Regions from separate parts of the Sus scrofa genome. Here region 1 is linked to region 2. The links are chromatin contacts, called in public Hi-C maps. All regions are on one chromosome and are shown on one strand. The core of a region is the stretch at or near the end of the contact, and the rest is flanking DNA. Distances in the headings are between cores, read along the strand shown.

What was found. Hi-C and Micro-C count contacts between places; a contact is called where the count stands out from the background.
Region 1: a contact with region 2 is called in a Hi-C map of skeletal muscle, with 5 times the contacts expected there. The contact joins two enhancer-like sites. A contact is called at or near these places in 1 of 5 promoter capture datasets (liver) and 4 of 47 Hi-C or Micro-C datasets (heart right ventricle, psoas muscle and skeletal muscle).

Annotation. Positions count from the first base shown.
Region 1 is chr6:9,303,971-9,310,656 of Sscrofa11.1, reverse strand. All of the region lies in intron 8 of WWOX (WW domain-containing oxidoreductase), which reads left to right. Among named protein-coding and RNA genes, the nearest start is that of WWOX, 560 kb to the left of the region's middle. Within about 2 kb of position 1,391, at least 17 of the 83 cell types and tissues checked have an H3K27ac peak or open chromatin away from gene starts, as enhancers often do. A contact at or near this core is called in skeletal muscle, where this site is marked.
Region 2 is chr6:9,452,503-9,458,887 of Sscrofa11.1, reverse strand. All of the region lies in intron 8 of WWOX (WW domain-containing oxidoreductase), which reads left to right. Among named protein-coding and RNA genes, the nearest start is that of WWOX, 420 kb to the left of the region's middle. Within about 2 kb of position 3,282, at least 3 of the 83 cell types and tissues checked have an H3K27ac peak or open chromatin away from gene starts, as enhancers often do. A contact at or near this core is called in skeletal muscle, where this site is marked.

The sequences.
Region 1 (6,686 bases), core at 142-2,641, 150 kb after region 2:
TTCCTAACCGAGTGGGAGGCAGTCATTGACTGTGGTTGAGAAGAGCAGCTCTGGATTCGTGTTGTCTGGTTTCAAGTCCTGGTTCCACCACTTCCCAGCTGTGTGATGTGGGACAAGTTACTTAACCTCTCTGGGCGTTAGTTTCTGTATCGGTTTCTATATCTGCACAAAAAGCAAGTACTGTTATGGTTTTAGAGGAATCATAGTAGTACCTGCTTGTTGTACAGATCAAATGAAATGATACTGTGAGGGATCCAACACAATGACTGACACTCAGCTTAATAAATGTCCGCTATTATCGAAAGCTGAGTAGGCAACAAACAACAGCAAAAACAAAAGGCCTGGAAGGGTTTTCTCCAGTGTGTGTGGAGGGGAATGTGCGTGGACCAGGTGAACAATAGTTCTCCAAATGCAGAAGCCCAACTGAGTGTGACATCCGGGAAGCACGAGGCAACATTTCTCATAAAGGATTTTTGCCCCAAGCCCTGACTTTGTGTTGAGCACCATTCTACGCCCTGAGGATATGAAGGTCACTTTGCAAAAACAATTCCCACATCTGGAGGCCTCACAGTCAAGGACCAGGAGATCATTGGTCATTTAACCTCATCCATATGGTTACTTCAGAGCTACACATTTCCCTCTAAGTACCTCTTTAGCTGCATCCTACCCATTTTGGTATATTGTATTATTTCTCATTTAAACATTACCTGTGTGATTTCTTTTTTGACTCCCACATGTTTATGGTAGGATTTATTCACGTGTTTTCAGCTTAGCCAGCACTCAGTCAATATCTGCTAGGCACCAGGCAGTGGCCCAGGGACAGCTTCTGAGCACAAGCGGTTCATAATCCAAAGAGGCATCCGCCATTGAGTCGGACACAGACATCAACTCCCCTTTTTCACATAGAATACGGTAAGGCTATGTTCCAAATTTCTAAATCCCTGTTTCTCTGACAGGTGTTTTTCAATGCTCAGTTGTTGCCTTTGAAGCCAAGCCTATCCTGGTCACCACTGTATGCCCAGCACCTAGCCCAGTGCCCTGCACATAGTAGGCACCTTAATACAGTATTTATTCAACAAAGTTGTTACTTTGGTACTCATGCATTTTGTCTCGGTTCTTTGGGCTGTTCTCTGAACCCCTCTGATTTTGACTCACTTCCCTAACTTGCAGATAAGACATATTGAGATCCTGTTTGTTGGCACAGTGGCGCTGTCTCTCTCCTTGCTCGTGGTTGTGCAGCAAGGTGAGTTTGTACAGGATTGTGCAGTCCCCAGTGCCCGAGACTCCCGTCCCTTGCCTTTCCCTCCGCTGAGTCAGAAAGGCCCTTCCCTCCCTCCGCCTTCTGTCCGTTGTGGGCCGGGATATGTCTGGGCTTCTGCCCAGATCGTGCTTGGAGTGGCACCAGCTGCACAGGACACGTGAACTGTGTGCTCCGGGGGATCCAGAAGTGGCCATCTGAGTAGGATCAGCTGCTGCTCTGGGATGCAAATCTGTCCGTCAGCTCTGCTGAGAAGTCACCATGTTTCTCCCGCTCCCAGCAGTTTAGGGGGGGCCGTGTAGCTTTCAGTCTTCCGGCCCATGCCTGTTTCACAATGTGGCCGGGGGTCATCAGATAGCTCCACGTTCCTGCCACAGCGGGTAGTTTCCGTGGGGGGTGGGGGCGCCTCCCACCCCAGCCAGCTCGGCCTTTCAGTGGGCGTATTTGAACCTGGTGAGCCCCCACTCCTCCAAGAGCTTCACCCTAGATGCCCGCTACTCCAGCCCCACGTGGCAGGAATTTCGGGGCGGGGGGGGGCGCTTATTGTTCTGGGGAGATGCCTCTTCCAGGAGTGGCTTGGGAGGGTCAGAGCTCCTTCCATTCAGACCAGTCACCCACTTCTCCAGAAATCGCGTCCCCTTCTTTGCGCCTCTCGTGCCGACATTCCCTGCATCGCTCGTCCCTTTCCTGTATTGCACTGCCCTGTAAACTGGTGAATAACTGCGTGGGTTCAAAAGCCATGCTGCCTCTTTTGATTCCTGGCTCCCCCACATGACCTGTGATAACCTTGGACCAACTGTTTGAGGCCGTTTGAGCCTCAGTTTCCCCATCTGCAAGATGGGTGCAAGACTAGCACCTCTTCCCAATCCCGTGAGGATTCAGGGAGGTGATGCCAGCATGATGGCGGGAACTTGGCGAACCTTTGCACAGAGGTCCGATCTCTTGCCATTGCTGTGTCCTGGGCTGACTGCGGGGACAGCAGAGTTCTTAAAAAATAATCGCTTTCACAAACGCCAATATTTCAGTTGTGCCTCTCCGGTATAGACATCTGCTTATGAAGAGCTAGCAATACTGGAGGTTCTAGGTAAGACCTGGCTCACGACAGAGGAGAGTGACAGACCAAGGAGGGACTGACACAGAGAGAAACCAGAGCCACAATTGGGCAGCTCTGTAGGAGAAGCCATCCCGGACTGGGGATGCTGGAGCTGGAAGGAATGGGGAAGAGATTTCATGGAGGAAATTTACCTGCCTTGGCTGCTAGTGGGTGATAAGCACCAAGGACTGCCGGGGTTCTGAGGATGTGAAGGTGTAGGGAAGGAATGACGGAGCCACGACCTCATCCCGGGGGGAGTCCATTCGGGGAGATGCACGTCTCCCTGGAAAAGCTTAGGGCACAGGTGTCCCGAGGAGCTCCAAGTGGGTGGGCTGGGAGGGGAACCCTCTGCGGTCAAAGGTGTGGGAGCCTAGGTGCCTAGACTAGGCTGGGAGGACTGAATGAAGAGAGCCTCTCAGAGGCATTCAGAAAACTCTTGCTCTGCGAGCTCAGGTTTCTGTAAGAGTGCAACCCTAAGAACACCTTGCCAGGCACGAGTAACACCTGGGGAGTTATTAAAACATTGATTCCTGGGCTCTGGCCCCGGGAGGTTCTGACTTAGAAGAGGCCCATGAATTTGCATTTCTGACAGACTTCTGGGTGATGCTGAGCAGCCAGTCCTGAGGACCACACCGTGAGTGGTGCTGCCCTGGACCACACCCAGGCCCTGTCAGCCCCCTGGATGCTCCTGCTGCGCCCACACCTGCTGCCAGAGGGATGCCGTGTGGGGCCCGGGCCTCACCTGGACCAGCCGCCGCAGCCTCTCCTGCTGGTCCCACTGGTTATCTTTGCCAGTCACCAGTGGGGATTTTTTTGCTGGTGATGTTCAGACCTTTCACCTCTTCGGGACCCCTCACCCCAAGCCCGTCCATTGTGGGTGAGACCTGCGGCCAGAGGTCGCGTGAACACACATGTGGCCTCCTGACAGTTTATGGCACGGGTGCTGTCTGGGTCTAGCTCCACGTGCCAAGCGCAGGAGATGAGACAGACCGTGTGCCTTGCTCTCTGCTCTTTCCAAGCTGGTCTAAAAAGGCTCGCAAGCTATTCCATAAAGCATTGCATCAGGGAACCTTGAGTCATGCTGCTCTTGGTCATCCCTTTCAGGTATTTGCTGTCCTGATTAAAATGTGCAGAGGCCTCATGAGGGAGCTGTCTCCAGACTCTGAGTCAGGGAATCCAGTTAATCGAGTTTGTTAGCCTTGATTGTAAAGTAGGAGTTAAAGGGCCCAGAATAAGAGCCTGGCAAGATTGCTTATGACACAGTGCATAGATTTTAGTGCTTGTGTGTGGGGGATACCCATTTTGTTTTTAATAGTGCTAAAATGTATGTAGTGTAATATTTATCATTTTAACCATTTTAAGTATATAAATCAGTGATATCAACTGCATTTGCAATTTTGTGTAACCACTAACCATACCTAAAGCTGTTTTTCTCATCCTCAATATACATTCTGTACCCATTAAACAATAAGCGCTCTCCCCTCCACTCCTTGCAGCCCTGGGTACCTCTGTTCTACTTTCTGCTTCGTGAATTAGACTCCTGTATCTCATGTCAGTGGAATCAGGCATATCTGTCCTCCTGTGTTTTATGTCACTAAACAGGTTTTCAGGTTCTACCCATATGGTAGCATATATCAAAATCGCTTTCCTTTTCAGGGCTGAATAGCATTCCCCTGTGTACATATGCCACATTTTTTTAATCCGTTCACCGTTGGTGGATGCTTGGCTCACTTCCCCCTTTGGCTATTAACTGAATAATGCTGCTCTTGACACTAGTGAATGAATACCTCTTAGAATCTCTGACTTCCGTTCTTCTTTTTACATATCTGGGCGTCAGGTGCTGGGTCATGTGGTGCTTGTAGCTCTAACCCTTTGAGAAACTGCCACACTGGATTCCACAGCGGCTGCACCATTTTACATTCCCAGCAGCAGCATATTGTCCACATCCTCCCTAACATTTGCTGCTGCTGCTGCTGTTGTTGTTGTTGATAATAGCCTATTAGTAGATGTGAGGTGAAGTGATGTCTCATCATGATTCTCATTTGCATTTCTTTTTTTGGTCTTTTTGCCTTTTCTAGGGCCACTCCCGCGGCATATGGAGGTTCCCAGGCTAGGGGTCGAATCAGAGCTGTAGCTGCCAGCCTACGCCAGAGCCACAGCAACGCAGGATCCGAGCCACGTCTGCGACCTACACCACAGCTCACGGCAACACCAGATCCTTAACCCGCTGAGCAAGGCCAGGGATCGAACCTGCAACCTCATGGTCCCTAGTCAGATTTGTTTCCACTGTGCCACGACGGGAGCTCCTGATTTGCATTTCTTTAATAACTCATGGTGTTGAGCATCTTTCCATGGGCTTTTTGGCCATGTGTGTACCTCCTTTGGAGAAAGTGGCATCCGTTTTGCTTCATTTTATTTTATGTTCTAGTGCCATGAGTTTCTTCTGTGCTAATTTCTTGTAGTCTGGTTAGAGTTTGAGGTAAGAAGAAAACAGTAATTGAAGTAGACACTTGTCATTTACATCGGGGGTTGGTCTTAAGTACCCTTGTGTCCTCTCATTAGCTGTGGTATAGTCTCGTTACGTGTTTTGCTAGGTAATCGTAAGGATTTTGTAGCTTTTTGCATCTGGGTTTTTTGTAAGCAGACAGGTATGGTCAGTATAATTCTGCAGCCACTGGGCCCTGGTAGAGAAACGGTTGAAGGAGAGTGAAATTGTAAGCAAATGGAAAAATGATAGATGAATCAAAAAGAGAAAAAACAAAGTCCTTTAGCGCTTTCTAATCTCCAAATAGTTTTTCTTTATAATTTTCTGAGGTTGCAGAGTTAACTCGGTTGACTGGAGTATAGTTCATTACTCTAATTGCTGAGCATCTTAATTATCAGGCACATTTTATGCTTTCATGAAATGCTCATTTCACAGCCTCCTGGTAGGTCGTCTTGTTGGATGGGAAAGTGAATCTTCACACCAGAAATTAGGTGCCCACCCAGATAGGCTCTCCAATCAGAGAGAAAGGTGACCACGATCCACCGCCGCTGCCGCCACCACCACCACCACCGTGTGCGGGGCCCTGTGGCAGCCCAGACGGTACAGGAGTGTGACATGGTTTCTACGAAGAGAAGCTCACGTTCCAGATTTGGTCCAAAGATGCTTGCTTTCCTCCTTTTGCCTCTCCCTAAGTCGTTGCTAATATTTTTTTCTTTAAGGGCCACAGGGTAGGCCCTGGCTCTAGGCTCTGGTGTTTAGTAATGAGACTTTTTTTGGCTGGGGGGGGGTAGGGGGACCACATCTGTGGCATATGGAGGTTCCCAGGCTAGGGGTCGAATTGGAGCTACACCAATTGCGTAGGTGCTGGTGTACACCGCAGCCACAGCAACACGGGATCCAAGCTGAGTCTGCGACCAAAGCTCACAGCAGTGCCAGATCCTGGACCCACTATGCGGGGCTAGAGATCAAACCTGCATCCTCATGGATAGTAGTCGGATTCATTTCCGGTGAGCCACAATGGGAACTCCTAGTAGTGAGATTTTTAAATACCACAGATGGTTGGTGCAAGGATGGGAGGGGGCCGCAGAATCACGGAGGGGCTTCGAGGAGATAAATGGGTGACTCTGGCGGGAGCTTACCACATCCCCAATGCTCCAGCCTGTAATGCCAGGGAGCTCAGAGTTGCCCTCCTCCGGCCCTCCCTCCTCTCCTCCCTCCTTCCTTACCCCCGATCTCCCTGCCAAGATTTAGCAACAGGTCACACCCACAGTAGTGAACAAAGGAGGAAACAGAAAGTCTTCCACAAAGTTGTAGAAACAGCCCCCCAAAGCCTTGGAGGCTCGGGCTTGCGCTCGTGCTGATTCGGCACCATTGAAGATTCAATCTGGAGACAGAGACTGCACGGGGACTTTGACCAGGCAAGTTGAATAGAAGGAGGTTCTAAGCACAGTGGGGAACTGAGGGATACAGATCTGGGAGCAGCCATGCCCCGAGAAGCAACAGCAGGAGGAGGGCCCTTCCCCAGGTCCGGGGTTGGCCGGCCAGGGTGCCCTGGATGGCACTGACGTTTTCAGTGAGGAGCATGCAGGTGGGACTTCGGTGGTGCCAAGGAAGGCTGCCAGTGCCAGATCGCCTCCATGGGTGTCCCTGGAAATGGGCCAGTGGGGGTGGGGTGCTGGGAACCTGCCCTGGCATGGGGGGTGGAGAGGCAGGAGAAGCTGCCCACTGGAGGCATGTCCCAGAGAAGGGAGAGGACGCCGCCAGTGTCCCTCCAGCGCCCTCTACTGGAGATGCCTAATGTGGCGACCCGTGGGGGGAACCCATCCTCCATCAGGAGCAGAGCAGTGCTG
Region 2 (6,385 bases), core at 2,033-4,532:
TTTATTTCATAAAGTTTTGCTTATCAGGTTTGTCACCCTCCATTTGAAATTAAAATGTGTGGTCTCCGCATGACCTTAGAGTAACTGACCCCCAAATCTAATCACTCCCAGCGTCTGGGAAAATCGACAAATATGTCAGGTATAACGCGGGGCATCCAAACATCGTTTTAAATATTTCATTGGTAGGCAGGACGAGGATCATTTTCAGGCTAGTCCTCTGAGAAGGCGCGCTGGGTGCCTGCACGCCTTTGCTTTGCTGCTCTGCAATCAGCGCCCATTATCAACGGGTTTGTATGAGCAGAAAATGTACAGTTATATGTTCTGCACGAGTGAATTATTGATTGGATTTACGGCCAGAAGAATGTTCCTAAGTGGTCAATACATGGCCAGAGTGTGTCAGGGGAAGGTAAAAATAAAGTAAGATCTGTGCTTTGATAGCGATTGCCGTTGGGTTATGTTACGACTTGTCATCTGAGGTTGCCGGTGGTTGGAGATGAAACTGTTAATTACATTAACAGAGATGAAAATGTGGCCTTAAAGCATGTTCTTGATAAACAGGGATTGTAAGTCGAGACTATCCCCGTTCCCTTCCCTTGGAGATTTGTTTTCTCAAAAGTCCTCCTGTTCGTCGTAAGCGTTGACCCCGATGGGCCTGCCAGCATTGTCTTTCAGTGTGTGAGGACACTGGAGAGATTGGGAGCCGCTGGGCTGTGGGAAGAACTGCATGCAGAACTGGTGTTTCTCATTCTTCATTGATCAGGGACCATAGTCACAAAAATGTCAGCGCTCTGTTGATGGCTGATTAGTCGACCTCAGCCCGGTGCACGCGTCACGGCTGCATCGTCTCCAGTGGGTGCCTGATGACCCTTGCTGAGCAGCAAGCTTGTTAGGAAACACAGCTAGCTATGAGAAAGTCGAGACAAACCGTAGCCCCCTGCCGCTCTCCCCCGTGGGTCCTTATCCTGTCCCTGATGGCAGACTCTGGGCTGATGAGCGATTACTCGCTAGGTTCGTTTTGAGAGGACGTGACGCTGACATCGAAAAGGAACCTCCTGTGTCTGAGCTCCGGTAGCTCTGCGGACATGTGGTGATGAAAAGAACGCCTTTGTCGGTGCCATGCCCCGGTCTCAGGCAGAGATTTGGTGCCACGAGCCCACATTTAACCTATTCAGATTGAACTTTGGGACAAACAGGGATTTGCATAGTTCTGGTCACTTTCCTCCTTTTGCTCACTGAGCAGAGGGCTCCAAGAAGAAGGGAGGCTTTCGCTTTTGAAGTCTTCGTTCTTGTGAGTCTCTGACTTGGAGCATCTTGTTGGAGCATCTTGGATGCAAAGTGCGCATGTGAATTGGGTAATAGCCTGATCTGGGAATGCCGGTCGCTACTTTCACCCGTGCTTTAGCCAGAGGAGTGGATCTGAGCCAGGGCTGGAGCGAACACTGGTTCTCTCACATGGGACCGGCACCAGAGGGTATCTCGGCACTTCATGAGTAATTGGGAGAGGTACTTGGACCTGCTTCACCCACTGGCCTCCTTAGTGGAAGATGACACGCCCCTCTAGCATCTTCGAAGGAATTTAGAATCACAGTGAATCCAAGAAGGAGTTTGTGGTTTGGTCGTGTTTGCTTTTTCTAAAGCAGAATCCCAGGTCATAAAAGAGAATAGGGATTGTAGGCTTTATGGAAAGGTGTACTTGGCAGCCAGTCCTTGAGAGGACACCTGGAAATACCAGGGTCCCATGCTCATCTTCCCAAGCTGCAGGTGACTCAGTGATAACAGAATGACAGTGCAGGTGCCTGTGGTGTCGGAGCCTCAGGCAGGGGTGGTCCTGCTCCCACGGTGGTGGTAATCCCCAGGTTTCTGAGTTAAGTGCTTTTGACATGCAGAGTCAGGAGTCAAGGGCGAATCTGCCTTTTAAATGCTCTTTCTGCAGAGAGTCCACTGCAGATGTAATTGAGCCTCTCAGGTGAGGAGCTTTATTAGAGCAAAGCTGGTTAGTGTTGCATTCCTTTCGGGGGGCGTATCGGAGGCCCCTTCAGTAACTGCTGTGCTGCGACATTGCGCAGGTACCCAGCCCCCGGCAGCTGAAGAGAAGAACACCCTTGCGGGAATGTCATCCGAGCGGCCCGGTGCCCGGTGGCCTGAAGCAGGTCATCCCTTCCCTTCAGAAGCACAGGTTCCCGTTAGAGTTACTTAGGTGTCAATGCAGGGACTTTGTACCAGGCTGCCCGGTCCCCGAGGCCCTGGCCTGTGTCTGTCTCGGTCCTTTCTGCTTCCCCACCGGTAACACGAGGCCTGGCACCCTCACCAGCCTCACCTTCATCGGAGCATCACCGTAGCTGGTATTTCTGGCTACACACAGCGTGTCAGGCGCTGGCGGGGGCGGCGGGGGGGGGTTGTGGCTAAGTCCCAACCCTGGAGTCAAGCGGCAGAAGCACGTGGGCCCAGAGAAAGAGGAAGGACTGGCGTCCAAACCCTTGAAGCCACGGTCCCAGGATCCTGATGTCCAGCCTCTGGATTTTCCAGCTGCTCACGTTGAGCACTTGCGCCTCAATTCAACGGAATTGGTGATCCCCACTCGCCGAGTTGGCGGCACAAGCATTAAACATGAGGATAAGCCCCAGACAGGTGAGCGGAGGGGCTGGTTTGCTAGACCTCGTAGAGTCTGGGAGCCAGGCTGAGAGCTGAGTGAACAAGAAGCTAGACACTTGAAAAGGGGCAGAGTCTGAATCCACTAACGCGAAGGTCAAAAGCAAGCAGCTGAGACGCTTCACGGGAGAGGAATCAGAAAAGCGGTCCCCTCTGAGGGCACCGATCTTGATGGGGCGGGAGGGGACCCTCTGCCAGGCTGGAGGGGCTCCCTGCGCTGAAGGGCGATGCGATGACATGGCTGGGGCGCCCTTTATCGAGGTACCCCCAGTGCGAGTCAGCGATACTGCAGGAGAACTCATCAGAGAGAACTCGCTGGCCTTTGAGAGTTTTCCTCCCGCCAAAGCGCGGAGTTGGTTTCCCCAGCAAGCCAGGTGCCCGGGCAGGGGCTGCAGGTGGAGAAAGGCTGAGATGACCGCTGGCCCGCTTCACGATTCTGCTGGGGCTGGTTCATAGGCAGTGTAGGGATCCATCACTCAAACCCTGAACCTAAAAAGAAATTCCTCAGCCGTGTCCGTGAGAACTAAATATAGCATCAAATTTATAAGGTCGTGGTTCTGACCAGCCCCGGGCTATTTCTGACCACAGGAACAGCTTAAGTGGCGTGGCCCATAAAAAGTTCTCTGCAAGCTCAGGCCAAATGGTGATCTATTTAGGGCCAAGAGGAGACCAGGCCTTGGCAGCAGCCCCACCCCCGAGGTAGGATCCCGAGCTGAATGGAGGCCATTGCTGCCAGGCGAGAACCTTCTGTCTCTTTGGAGACCAGCCTCTTAGTTATAGGGCTTACTCATCAGCCCCTGCCTGACTCTCCAAACTTGGAAACACCCGTGGCAACCCCCGCACAGGTCTTTTGCTGGCAAAGGGGGCCTGGTATGAGGTCAGACCGGCCCTGGCCTCCCAGGACACCCCTGTTTTCCCTGTTCTTTTTTTTTTTTTTTTTAAGAGCTGCACCTGTAGCATATGCAAGTGCCCAGGCTAGGGGTCAAATCAGAGCTGCATCTGACGGCCACAGCCACAGCAATGCCGGATCCGAGCCGTGTCTGTGACCTACCCCAAAGCTCACGGCAGCCAACCCACTGAGCGAGGCCAGGGATCAACCCACATCCTCACAGACACTAGTGGAGTTAAAAACACACTGAGCCACGATGGGAGCTTCCCCCATTCTTTCCTCCTCTTGGCCAAGCACGGTGGGCTCCCCAGGACTCCTTGACATAAGTGGCTGTAGAGTCACCTGACACGGCAGTCTTTCTTCCTGTGTAGCCCAGCCCTGGCTCCCTCCCTGAGGCCTGGCTCCCCTGCCCTCCCCCTGGACCCTTCAGATGGGCAGATTTCCGGTGCCCATGCACCTTGGGCACATTCCACGGGTTCTGTGCTGTGGTTCACCGTCTGGCATTTCTGTCGTCTTCTGTGTTCCTGTCCTGGCTGCACCTGTCAAGGTCGGAGGTTTGGTCCAGGCCCACCTATGAGTAGTTGCTCTGGGCAGCCTGAGCCAGAATAGGACTCTCTGAGCCCCACTTCCCTGATGTGTTGAGTGGACAGGTGAGACCAGGTTTCTTCCCTTAATTTTTTCGTAGTCAAATAATATCGTGAAAAAGAATTACTTATATTGCCTTCCCCCCTGGTTCCTGTTAATATTTAGTCTCCTGGTCCTAGTTCCTGACACACAGCTTCTGAGACTTTTGTAAGCTCCTTAGTGACAGGCATGTCTGACAGGAAGCGCCTAACCCCTGGAATGTTCTGGGCGATAGAAGCATCTTTGGTCCTAGTGAGGCACCTGCTGGTGAGCTCCTGGTCACCCGGAAGTCCAAGTCATGATAAGAAGCTTGGACATTTCAGCCTCGCCTTCCACTTTCTGGAGAAGTGGGAGGGGCCGGACGTTGAATTAATAATCCATGTGGCCCACATGGTGAGGCCTCCCTAAAAATGCCTGCGTCATAGGGTTCAGAGAAATCCCTGCACCAAAGGTTGGTGAAGACATTGGTGAGCTGGGAGGGTGACACCCGTCACTGCCCAGGGACAGAGAGGCTCCTGTGCTGAGAATCCTTCTAGACCTGATGCTGTGTGTCTCTTTGATCAGACCTTTCATTTGCACCCATTACAATAGCCTTTGTAATCAATGGCAAGAGTGAGGAATCTGGCTGCCCTGGTTACATGAACCACTCTAGCAGGTGACAGCACCCGAGAGGAGGTCCTGGGAACCTCGACTTGGATCTGAGACAGAAGTCTAGGGGGGCCAGGGGGCCCAGCCTTTGAGATGGCCGTGTGAAGTGGGGCAGCCCCGTAGGACTGAGCCGGTCCCCCGAGGGGTCTGCTCTGAGTCCCGTTGGTGTTGGAAGTGAGCGGGTCGCAGGACACCCAGCCTGTCTCAGCGAATTGGTCAGTGTGAGACAGACCCTGCTCCTCTGCTGTCAGAAATATCACGGGCATGAGCGTCAAGGAAAACAAAGTGATTTTTTTCCCCATACAGTTATTACGCATTTTTAGTACCTATCACGTGCTAATTGTAAGATCAGATGCTCTTTTCTTCATTATCTAATTTTGTTTCCCAGCCACCTTGCAACATAGCTGTTGTTTCCATTTCAGAAACGAGGTGATGGTGAGCAGGAAGAGTAAGTCATTTGCTCAGGGTGACCGAGTCAGAATGCTGAGAGTAAGAGCAGGAACTGACTATCGCAGGCTTAGGATTGCAGTAAACTTCTCGTGCAGATAATCCCCTTTCATCCTCCCTACAGCCTGTGGTTGAGACGCCCTTGCCACCTCGTGGACCTCGGGAAGTGTGCTTTGGGGCCGGTAGGGTACATGCCCAAGACCACGTCTTTCACCGGAGGAGCCTTATATCAGAGTCAGCATTCTTTTGAGTCCAGGATTCATTTCTGCCACCTACGGCATTGCAACCCTTCATGCCCTCCGTGCAAATCTCTCCTTATTTATTTATTTATTTATTTTTTTAAATCCTGAAAGATGTTATCCCTAGATTCCAGCATCTGAATTCCAAAATCTCTGTTACATCCTGAGGGTAGGCTAGCTATTTGGTAATGGCATATTAGAGTATGTTTTTCATACTATGTTTTCTATTAGAGTATGTTTTCCATACTATGTTTTCATATTAGACTATTTTTTCATACTATGTTTTCATATTACAGTATGTTTTTCAACTTAACATTTCAGAGAAACCAACAAAATGCAGGCTAACTCTCTTGTAAGAATTAAAAAAACCAAAACTCCAGCAACTCTGTCTCGGAGTTCTGTCATCATCCCATTCATAATTGATTCCAAACGTGCATGAATCTTTCAAGATAAGTGTCTTATTGATTATCCTAGAAACAAGCGATCACTTGGCAGCCTGGGACTGGCTCGCTGCTCTCCCCTGATTACCGTAAGCAGAGATGTTGAGCAGGAGAAATGTCATTTTCTTTGGCGTGGACCTGCCAGGCATTCTGAGGCACCGGAGTGGGGAATAGAGGTCTCGAAGCGAGCCAGACAAAGAGGTGCTTGGTCATGGCCTCAGCCGGGTTCCTGAGGGGCTGGAGCCCAGCGTTCGTGGCTTGGCTGCTGCAGCCTCGAGCTGTTCTGGGATCTTCTTGCCAGGAGTTCTTCCTGGGAAGTGTGCAGATTGTCCCCGTGAATGCCGGTTGAAGGCCGTCAGAAAATGTGAAGTCTCTTTAAGTGACATCCCTTTTCTGCAAGTTTACTGGTGGTTGTGTAAACCAGCCGCGCCTCCCTCTTGGAAAAGATG